2 separate regions of the Rattus norvegicus genome follow, and region 2 is linked to region 1. The links are chromatin contacts, called in public Hi-C maps. All regions are on one chromosome and are shown on one strand. The core of a region is the stretch at or near the end of the contact, and the rest is flanking DNA. Distances in the headings are between cores, read along the strand shown.

Evidence for each region. A called contact is a pair of places that touch in the nucleus more often than the background predicts.
Region 2: a contact with region 1 is called in a Hi-C map of liver, with 7 times the contacts expected there. The contact joins two enhancer-like sites. A contact is called at or near these places in 6 of 12 Hi-C or Micro-C datasets (the A7r5 cell line, hepatocytes, kidney and 2 more).

What each region holds. Positions count from the first base shown.
Region 1 is chr13:71,674,004-71,678,183 of GRCr8, reverse strand. No RefSeq gene overlaps it. Among named protein-coding and RNA genes, the nearest start is that of Ralgps2, 69 kb to the right of the region's middle. Within about 2 kb of position 1,588, at least 3 of the 93 cell types and tissues checked have an H3K27ac peak or open chromatin away from gene starts, as enhancers often do. A contact at or near this core is called in hepatocytes and liver, where this site is marked.
Region 2 is chr13:71,749,339-71,753,510 of GRCr8, reverse strand. No RefSeq gene overlaps it. Among named protein-coding and RNA genes, the nearest start is that of Tex35, 31 kb to the left of the region's middle. Within about 2 kb of position 2,165, at least 9 of the 93 cell types and tissues checked have an H3K27ac peak or open chromatin away from gene starts, as enhancers often do. A contact at or near this core is called in hepatocytes and liver, where this site is marked.

The sequences.
Region 1 (4,180 bases), core at 339-2,838:
GGACTAGTTTCCTAGTCCCACATCCTGTTAGATCAGTGGTTCTCAGCCTATGGATCGAGATCCCCTCTGGGGTCAAATGACCCTTTCATAGAGGTAGCCTAAGACCATTGGAAAACACAGATATTTACATTATGATTCGTAACAGTAGCAAAATTATAGTTAAGTAGAAATGAAATAGTTTTATGGTCTGGGGGATCAGCACACCATGAGGAACTATATGAAAGGGTTGAAGTGTTGTGGAGGTTGAGAACCAGTGGGTTTGAGGATCTGCTGACCGTAAAACCAAAGCTCTTAATCTCCCTGTCCAGTTAAAGAATCTAGAAACATATGATTACACAGCAGCCGTCCACAGAAACACACCACTAACCCTCTGCTCCCTGCTGTGTATCGGATCCCAAGAGAAGCAGGAATTAAGCTTGTCACCTTATACCCCCACCTAGGCACTCAAGTGGATGACGATGAAATGCTGAGACAAAGGCTACATTTCAGGAGACATTTCCCTTTGCATGGGAGAGTTGTAGTTTTTGTTTCCTTTTTTTTTTTTTTTTTTTAGCGATTCTTTCTTTCTTCCCCAAGCTGGCAGAAATTTCCTTAACTGAATTCTGAGTTTGCATTTGTACCCTGAGCAATGGAGGCCACTACACCAGCTGCACCCCTGCCCTCAGCGAAGAATCCGGGTGCTACAACTTTAAGCTGTTGCCAATCTTTCCTTTGCAAGGGATGAATCAGCTTATACCCAGAGGTCAGCAAACTCTTTGTAGTCTGCGACTTCTTCTGCTCAGTCTCTCCTCACATGGGCTCTCTCTGCTGCTCAGGGTGAAGAAGATGGCGGTGTAGAAATTACCCTCTTCAAAGTTAGGGCTCTTTTTTGGTAAGCAGCAGAGTGTCCCAGAAAACAGCGGCAGCATGTAGAATGGGACTCCAGCTCAGGAGGGCCAAGAATTCTGACAGAGTATGGCAGAAGTCTTGCTCAGTTGCTAGTCCCTGTTTCTTCGTACTCAGGTGCAGTATTTTTCTACTACAGAAGAGCTCTCTCTAGTCCCCAAACCCAGTAATGGCCATGCCCCATATCCTTATACTTCTTCACTTCAAGGGAGTATATTCTGAGAATCAGTCCAGTCCTGAGCCTCCAGCGAGGCCTTCTGATTCTCCACTGGGTGTCAGCGTCTTTCTGAAGAAGGCAGGGCCCACTACATGGCTCGACCCATGCATGGCAAGACACAGAACACACTGACCATGCTTGCTGTCAGTTTGCTCTCTACCCCACTCATGTGACAGCTCGGGAAACACCTTCAGCCTTTGCCAAATGGTCCAGCTCAGCTTGTTTCCTTTGCTGTCTGATTCCCAGAAAATTCTGACACTGGTCTTATATCCCTAAACTCCAACGGGGGCTTCTCTCCGAATGAATCCTAATGGGGAGGGGGTCTATAAAACCTTAGACAATGTTTTTATTTCTTGGATTCAGAGTTACCTACCTATGTCTGTTTCTTAAAAACAAACTGTGTTTAGTGTTCGAGCCATGTCTTACTTCTGCCTCCCCGCTCCCTTGTTCTGCTTACACAGTGACATTGTGATGCAATGTGGGAAATGTTTACTTCTTTTTGATCAGATAGCAGAATTAGTAGTCACCATGGCAAATATTTACTTCTGAGCTGGCATCCTCCTTTGGACTCAAACATATAAACACCCATGCACCCCAAATGTTCCTTTTTTAAGCAACCCCAAACTGTGGTGTGGTAGGCTGAGCAGAGAAGGACCCTGCCAACTGACTAAGGCATATTTTTCTTTCATAAAAAAAAATCTGCTTTGTCTCTGTCAAATTCTGCCCTTTTCTTCCCATGGCCTTGAGATGGGTTCTCCCTCTCCTCAAGACTGGTTGTATAAATGTGGTCACATTTCTCACACATGTACACCGGAAAGCTCTTAGAGCAGGCAGAAAGAGCAAACATGTCGATTTTAGTGCAGAAGAAAAAAAAAACAAATTGTTGCTTTTTAGATAGTACATTCTAGTAAAGGATGGCTTGAAATTCATGGAAATCCTCCTGTCTCAGTCTCCTGATGCTGGGGTTATAGATGTAAGTCACCATGCCCTACTTAAGAAAAAATTTTAAATTGCTGTTGTGACTCAGAAAATATCCAGCACCATAGCCCGAGCTCCATTGGGACAGCTGGTGTGCTCTGCTCTGAATTGGACCCTGCACTGGCTAAGAAAGAGGATAACCATTAAGTTTCTGGCAAATGTTCTTAAATATTCCAACTAGGTTTGGTAGTGTTTACTCTCTGCTTTTTAACATTACTATCCAAAAATGCAAAGTCTGTGTGTGGTTCTCACTTACAACATGCCCGATGTTACTGTTATGTAGACTGGGCTGCAGTATTTTAGTCCTCATAAAATTAATTTTTAGCCATACACTTTTCATATTCGGTGTGTCGTTTTGAAGTGTAGCCACGGGGCAGCACAGCAGTGCCCCGATCAGTCGTGGCACAGGATGCTGACCTTAGAAGGTTCTAAGGAAGCAGAAGACTCCTAATGTCTGAGAGCACTGGAGTCACGCTCAGGCGGCAGCAGAACGCATCGCTCACATGGTTTATGGTGATGCTAGCCTAAACAAACCTACTCGTGCTGCCCATCAGTCATATAAAAGCATAGTACATGCAATTATGCATGGTGCAGAACACTTGATGAGCATGATAAGCAGTCGTTTATTGGTTTGTGTAGTGACTATACTATACTTTAAAAAATATTTATTTTTATTACTTTAAAAGTATGTGTGTGTGAGAGTGTGGCTCATCCACACCAGGGCAGATGCTTGCGGAGTCCGGAAGAGGGTGCTAGATCCCCTGGAGCTGGAATTGTAGGAGGTTGTGAACCTCCCAACACAGATGCTTGGATCATTCACAAGAGCAGGGCGGCAAGTGCTCTTCACTGCTTAGCCATCTCTCGATCCTCTATTTACATGAGTCTGCGTGTGTGTGTGTGTGTGTATGTGTGTGTGTGTGTGTGTAAGTGAGTGTGAGTCTGTGTCTGCTTGTGTGTATATATATGTATATATGTGTGTATGTGTGTACCTGTGTGTGAGTGTGTATGTATATGTGAGCATATGTGTGAGAGTGTGTGTTTATATATGTGTGTATGTGTGAGTGTGTGTATGACTGTGTGTGAGTGTGTAAGTGTGAGTGTATGAGTGTGAGTGTGTGTGAAAGTGTGTGTGAAAGTGTGTGTGAGTGTGTGTATGTGTGTGTGAATATATACAGCCATGTGTGTAGGTGTGGGTGTTGTGCATGCCTCTCTGCACATGTGTATCCCAGAAGAGGGTTTCAGATCTCTCAAAGCTGGAGTTGCTGGAATGTTCTTATGCAGTTGCTGGAATCTGAACTCTGGTCCTCCTGATTACTCAGCAAGCATTCATAGCAACTCAGTCATCTCTCCAGCCTGTATGCTTTTAGTCATCATTTTAAAGAGTACTGTTTATTGTGGAGAGAAATAATTACGGTGAAGCATAATACTGTGCCAACAGTAGCCAAATACATCTCTGATTACAGCATCTCTTGATTGCATCAAGGGGTAATAGTGGGTGAGTGACCTCTACTTTCAAGGTTTGTGTAAGCTGTGCTCAGTGATGTTCAGATACAATTGTGAAACTAACAACTCGTTCCTCACAGTAAGTCTCTTCTGTTAAGCTTCATGTGACTGTACATCAGTCTTGCCTCTGAATGAATGTGATAAGGTAATAACTATTCTGAATTAATAGTTTTGTAAATCACAGTGCCACATGGTAGGAAGAGATTTAACTTAGAGACCGAGACATGAATTCTGGAGTCAAAGAATCTACAAATCTTCCCTGATATGAATCAATGAAGAAGACAAATCAGAAGAGAAATTCTATGTAAAATTTAATGTAAAATTCCTGTAAACAAATGAGAAGAAAAGAATACCATTAAAGTCACCTCCTGATAACAACCACATTCAGAGAAAGCACCAGTGGCTAATGAGACTGGAACAAGAAATGTGTGGAAGAATGGGCCTGCATAGTCTCAAACTCTCTTTACATGTCATTAATTGCAAAATTGATAACTTTATTGTGGAAAAACCCAGCAGATACCATTTTCACCATGAGCTCAACATTCCTGTTGCTGGAAATGGGACAAGGCGACCTCAGGTGCCCACTGTTGTGATATG
Region 2 (4,172 bases), core at 916-3,415, 75 kb before region 1:
CAGTCTGTGCTATGAGATCTGAGGTAGCAGGCTGACTTAGCAGTAATGGAACATTCCGAAACACAGACTCACCCAGAACATCATCAGGGGTGTCTGGTGACCTCAGTGGGGAGACACAGGCCCCAGGACAGACTGGCAACAGGAGAGGCAGGCAAGAGTAAGCCACAGAAATGCAATAATTAAGGTGGGACGCAGAATGCAGCCAGGGGCTTGTTGTTAGTGCTGAAAACAGGTCTTGTCCATGACCTTTATGGGTCACATCCCCACTTGGATTGTACAGGATAGGAAGTCTGCACTTGTGCAGGGAAGGGAAGGAGGGGCTGACTTCCAGGACTCCCTTGCAAGGGTTCTTTCAAATAGAGAGGCTAGAGAGATGGCTTAGCAGTTAAGAGTGAACGCTGCTCTTCCAGGGGATCCAAGTTCAGTTCCCAGATCACCCAAACAGAAAGACAGCGGGAAGCCACCGTGAGAAGTGCCAGAGAAGCCATGTGGATAACGGAAGCAGGGAAGTGCTGGTCTTCACACCTGGAGAACATCCAGATGCAACACCTCACAGGTGAGAAAAGAGGCGCGAGGCTCTGAATTAATCTTCCTGATCCTCATGGGGGCAAAACCAAACATAAAACAGCAACTTGCGGGGGTAGGCAGCTGAGAGGCTGTGCTCTGCACACCTAAGCCAAGTGTCTTGATCCTTAACCCTCTAGAGAGACACAGTTCCTACCTTGTGGAGGGAGGTCCTGCACCAAAAGTCTGACGTGGCAGGTGATGGAGGCTTCCTTCCTGGCAATGCTGGGGAATGGTGGAGTCTCTGGAGTCGGGCAGGGTAGGGGGCCTGTGAATACCCATGAGGCATTTGTGGAACAAAGGCAGCATCTTCCTGGGGTCCTCTGAGGAGAACATTTCCTAAGCATTATCCTGTCCCAGCTCCCGGAGGACTGAAAGAATGCCCAATGGTCTGCCTCCACCATCACTCACTCTAGACCTGGCATCGTCCCCCCGCCTCCCACAGTCCTCTGCACCCCTTCTAAAGGGACGCCCTCCACGTGGCATCTCTTTACACAGCATCTCAGAACACACTCAAACTAGAAGTTGTCATCCCTCTTTCCTGGTGGTGAAACCCACCCATTTCCCACCCTGCCTGTCAGTTCTGTCTCAGGTAATAACATTTCTCTTTTACCAAGATGGAGAGCAGGGGTGGGTGAGATGGTTCAGTGGGTCAAGGGGCTTGCTGCTAAAGCTAAAAGCTTGGCTTTGAACCCCCAGGACCTCCATAGTAGAAGAAGAGAATCACCGCTGAAAAGTTATCCTCTGACCTATACAACCATGCCATGGCACATATGCCCTCATACCTAAGTAAATAAATAAGTCAATAAAACAAATAATTAAATAGTTGTGGTTTTAAATCTTTTGAAAGAGGGAGCCTGATGTAGCAGTGCTCTCTTGTCGGAATCTCTCCAGTTGATAGCTGTGTGACTTTATATAAACTTTCTGTGCCTCAGTTTCCTCTCCTAGAGAATGGGGACAATAACACTTAGCTCATAGGAGTGCTGTGAAATTTAAAGACTTTAAAAATACGCGAAGGGTTTTAAATTTTATCCTGCTGACAGTGGGTGTTAGCTTTTGTTTTTCTTACTGAAAATGCTCAGGACAAGCCATCCCATGAGTCATTTGGTTTTTCCTCCCTCATACACTACACTCAAATCCATCAACAGTTTCCGTTTTTCAGATACGCACCCCATCTGATTCTCAACAGTTTTCGTGTGTGTGTGTGTGTGTGTGTGTGTGTGTGTGTGTGTGCGCGCGCGCGCGCGCGTATGCATGAGCACGTGGGAAGTCAGAGATAGGGGGGAGAGCTTGGGACACTGGGGTGTACCCTTAAGGAGACCCTAAGTCCCCAGCCTGCCTCATTTTCTCTTTGCCTTTCGGTGTCACGAAGGGGGAACAGACTTGCCACGAGAAGTCATGTCGTTTTGCCATGGCCTCAGAACACAGCCCCTCCCCTGAAGACCCAAACCTCTGAAACAGTTAGCAGAACGAATCTTTCCTCCGGAGACTCCCACCCAGTGCGGGACAGGATGACCGCCTCGGGACGCCAGGTGGAGTGGAGCGACAGGCCAGCTCTCCTCGCTGAGTGCCATTCTGGCCGCCAGGTGGCGCTGCAGCACGTTGGGGGGTGGCAGAGGTGCACCTGTGGCTGCCTGTGTTCTGGTGCCAGCTTGTAGCACCACCACCCCACCCCACCCCCCCGCTAAGGGAGGACTCCCTTCTTTTCTCTGCTCCCATAGATAGGCAAAGTTGGCAACATAGAATAACCCTTCTCTTCTTGAAGGCGGAAAAAGAAAAGCCAGGCGCCCTTGGCCACCCTCGCAGGAGGCAGGCATGGGTGGGTCGCTTCTGCTTAATGGGCATCCAGGACTAAAGGGCAAGGACCGCTTGGGGACTGTGTAATGTTTAACCCAGGGCTGCAAGCTTCCATGTAGTAATAGTTCTGAAGACGTCCAGCTCTACCCTGGGCTGCCAGTGCACTGGCCTAGGACATGGGAAGTAGGGAGAATTTGAAGTCCATTGGCATGATAGGTGTCACTAGCTGTACTATTGGCATTACTGCCACTGCCGTTTATTTTCTCTGGAGACAAGGGGAAGGCTTTTCAGAAAAAAAATTAGTTTATTCCTGGCATAAGAACCAGAAGAATGATAGCAACCCCCTAGGGAAAGTGCTCTGGGTTTTGGGCCACTCTTCTAAATGTGTTGTGCTCTGCAGTGTGCCCCGGGAGAAGGCCAGGATCACGGCTTGCATGCAGTTCCGGTATCTCCCACTGGGTGGCGCAGACCCCTGAGCTCTGTCCTGGGATTGCAGAACGGATCTAGGCGAGCAACCGATTAGGGTCTCATGCACATGAAGAGATGGCTGCCTTTTTTTCTCCCCTTGGATTTGAGTCTCACAGAACGGGCACAGAGACCCTGGGTTTGCCTAAGCCTCAGATGGACCAGAAGTGGGTTCAGGAGGGTGATGGCGTGAGAAGCCACAGTGGATCTGTAGTCAAAGTCAGACCTTAGGGTCATGTCTTGCAAATCCTGGGAGGGTAACAGTAAGGAAGTAGGAGACTCTCAGAGCAGGCAGGGAGGGCCAGGTCTACTGGAGAAGAGACCTATCTTTCTTCTCCCTGGGCATTCCCTCTAAGAGGTCAAATTTTCTAGCACCCTCTGGTAGTTGCTTAAGCTTGATTTCATACCTGAGAATGAGCTATTCTCCAGGTTTGGTTTTGTGCTTGTGAAAAGAGGGACAGTTGAGGTGAGGCCTGTAGGGGAGACAGGACCTAGGCATGGTAGCCTGCGGTTTCCTTTGGACTTTTCTGGAGCACAAATCTGTTGGCTTTACACAGCTTACTTCCAAAGCGCCATCTCTCCGTTCCAAAGCTTCTGGATCTCCCTACAGCATTTTTTCCCCCTGCCTGAGCCGGGGCAGTCTCCCCAACCCCCTATCCTCCCCCTCTCCCCTGCTTGGCCTCTCTGGAAAGTTGTGAGTGACCCTGTCAGAAAACAATATCTTTGTTAGCATTGAAACCTCCAACACCAGATAAATCCTGCTGTAGGGAAATTCCTCCTTCCTCCCATTTTGGAACCTGTATCCTGGGACTCCAATTCCTTTTGTTAAGTACAGTTTTGCTCTGAGCCTGAGTCTCCCCGCAGTTCTCTGAGCCTCAGTTATTCCCAGACCTCAGAACTGTCAATCACTATTTCTTTAATCAGCATACCTTTTGAGGAATTAGAATAGATTCCCCCCAACCCCTTTGGGTGCTGGTGATAGAAGCTAGGGCCTTCTACATGCTAGGTAAGCTACATTTATGCTATAGCCCCAGGCCTTGATTTCTTTTTGTAATAAGAAAATGCTTAAATATCTTTATCTATGGGCAAAAGTTTACATGCACTTGTCCGTCATGCCCTTCCCTCGCAGCATGAACTTCTTATAGACTGGAAGGTTGGCTGGTGAACCAAGACTGCCAGTCTTGGGGATTTCTAGTGTTTTGCATGTTGAAAGCAGTGTTGTATCTTGGCCCTGATAGCACAAGGAGTGATCTTTGGGGAAATGAGTCACCAGCACCTCCCTCCCTCCCGGTGACTGTCCTCCCACACCCTGGGGACTGGGTGCACTGTACAGGAGGGAATCATTA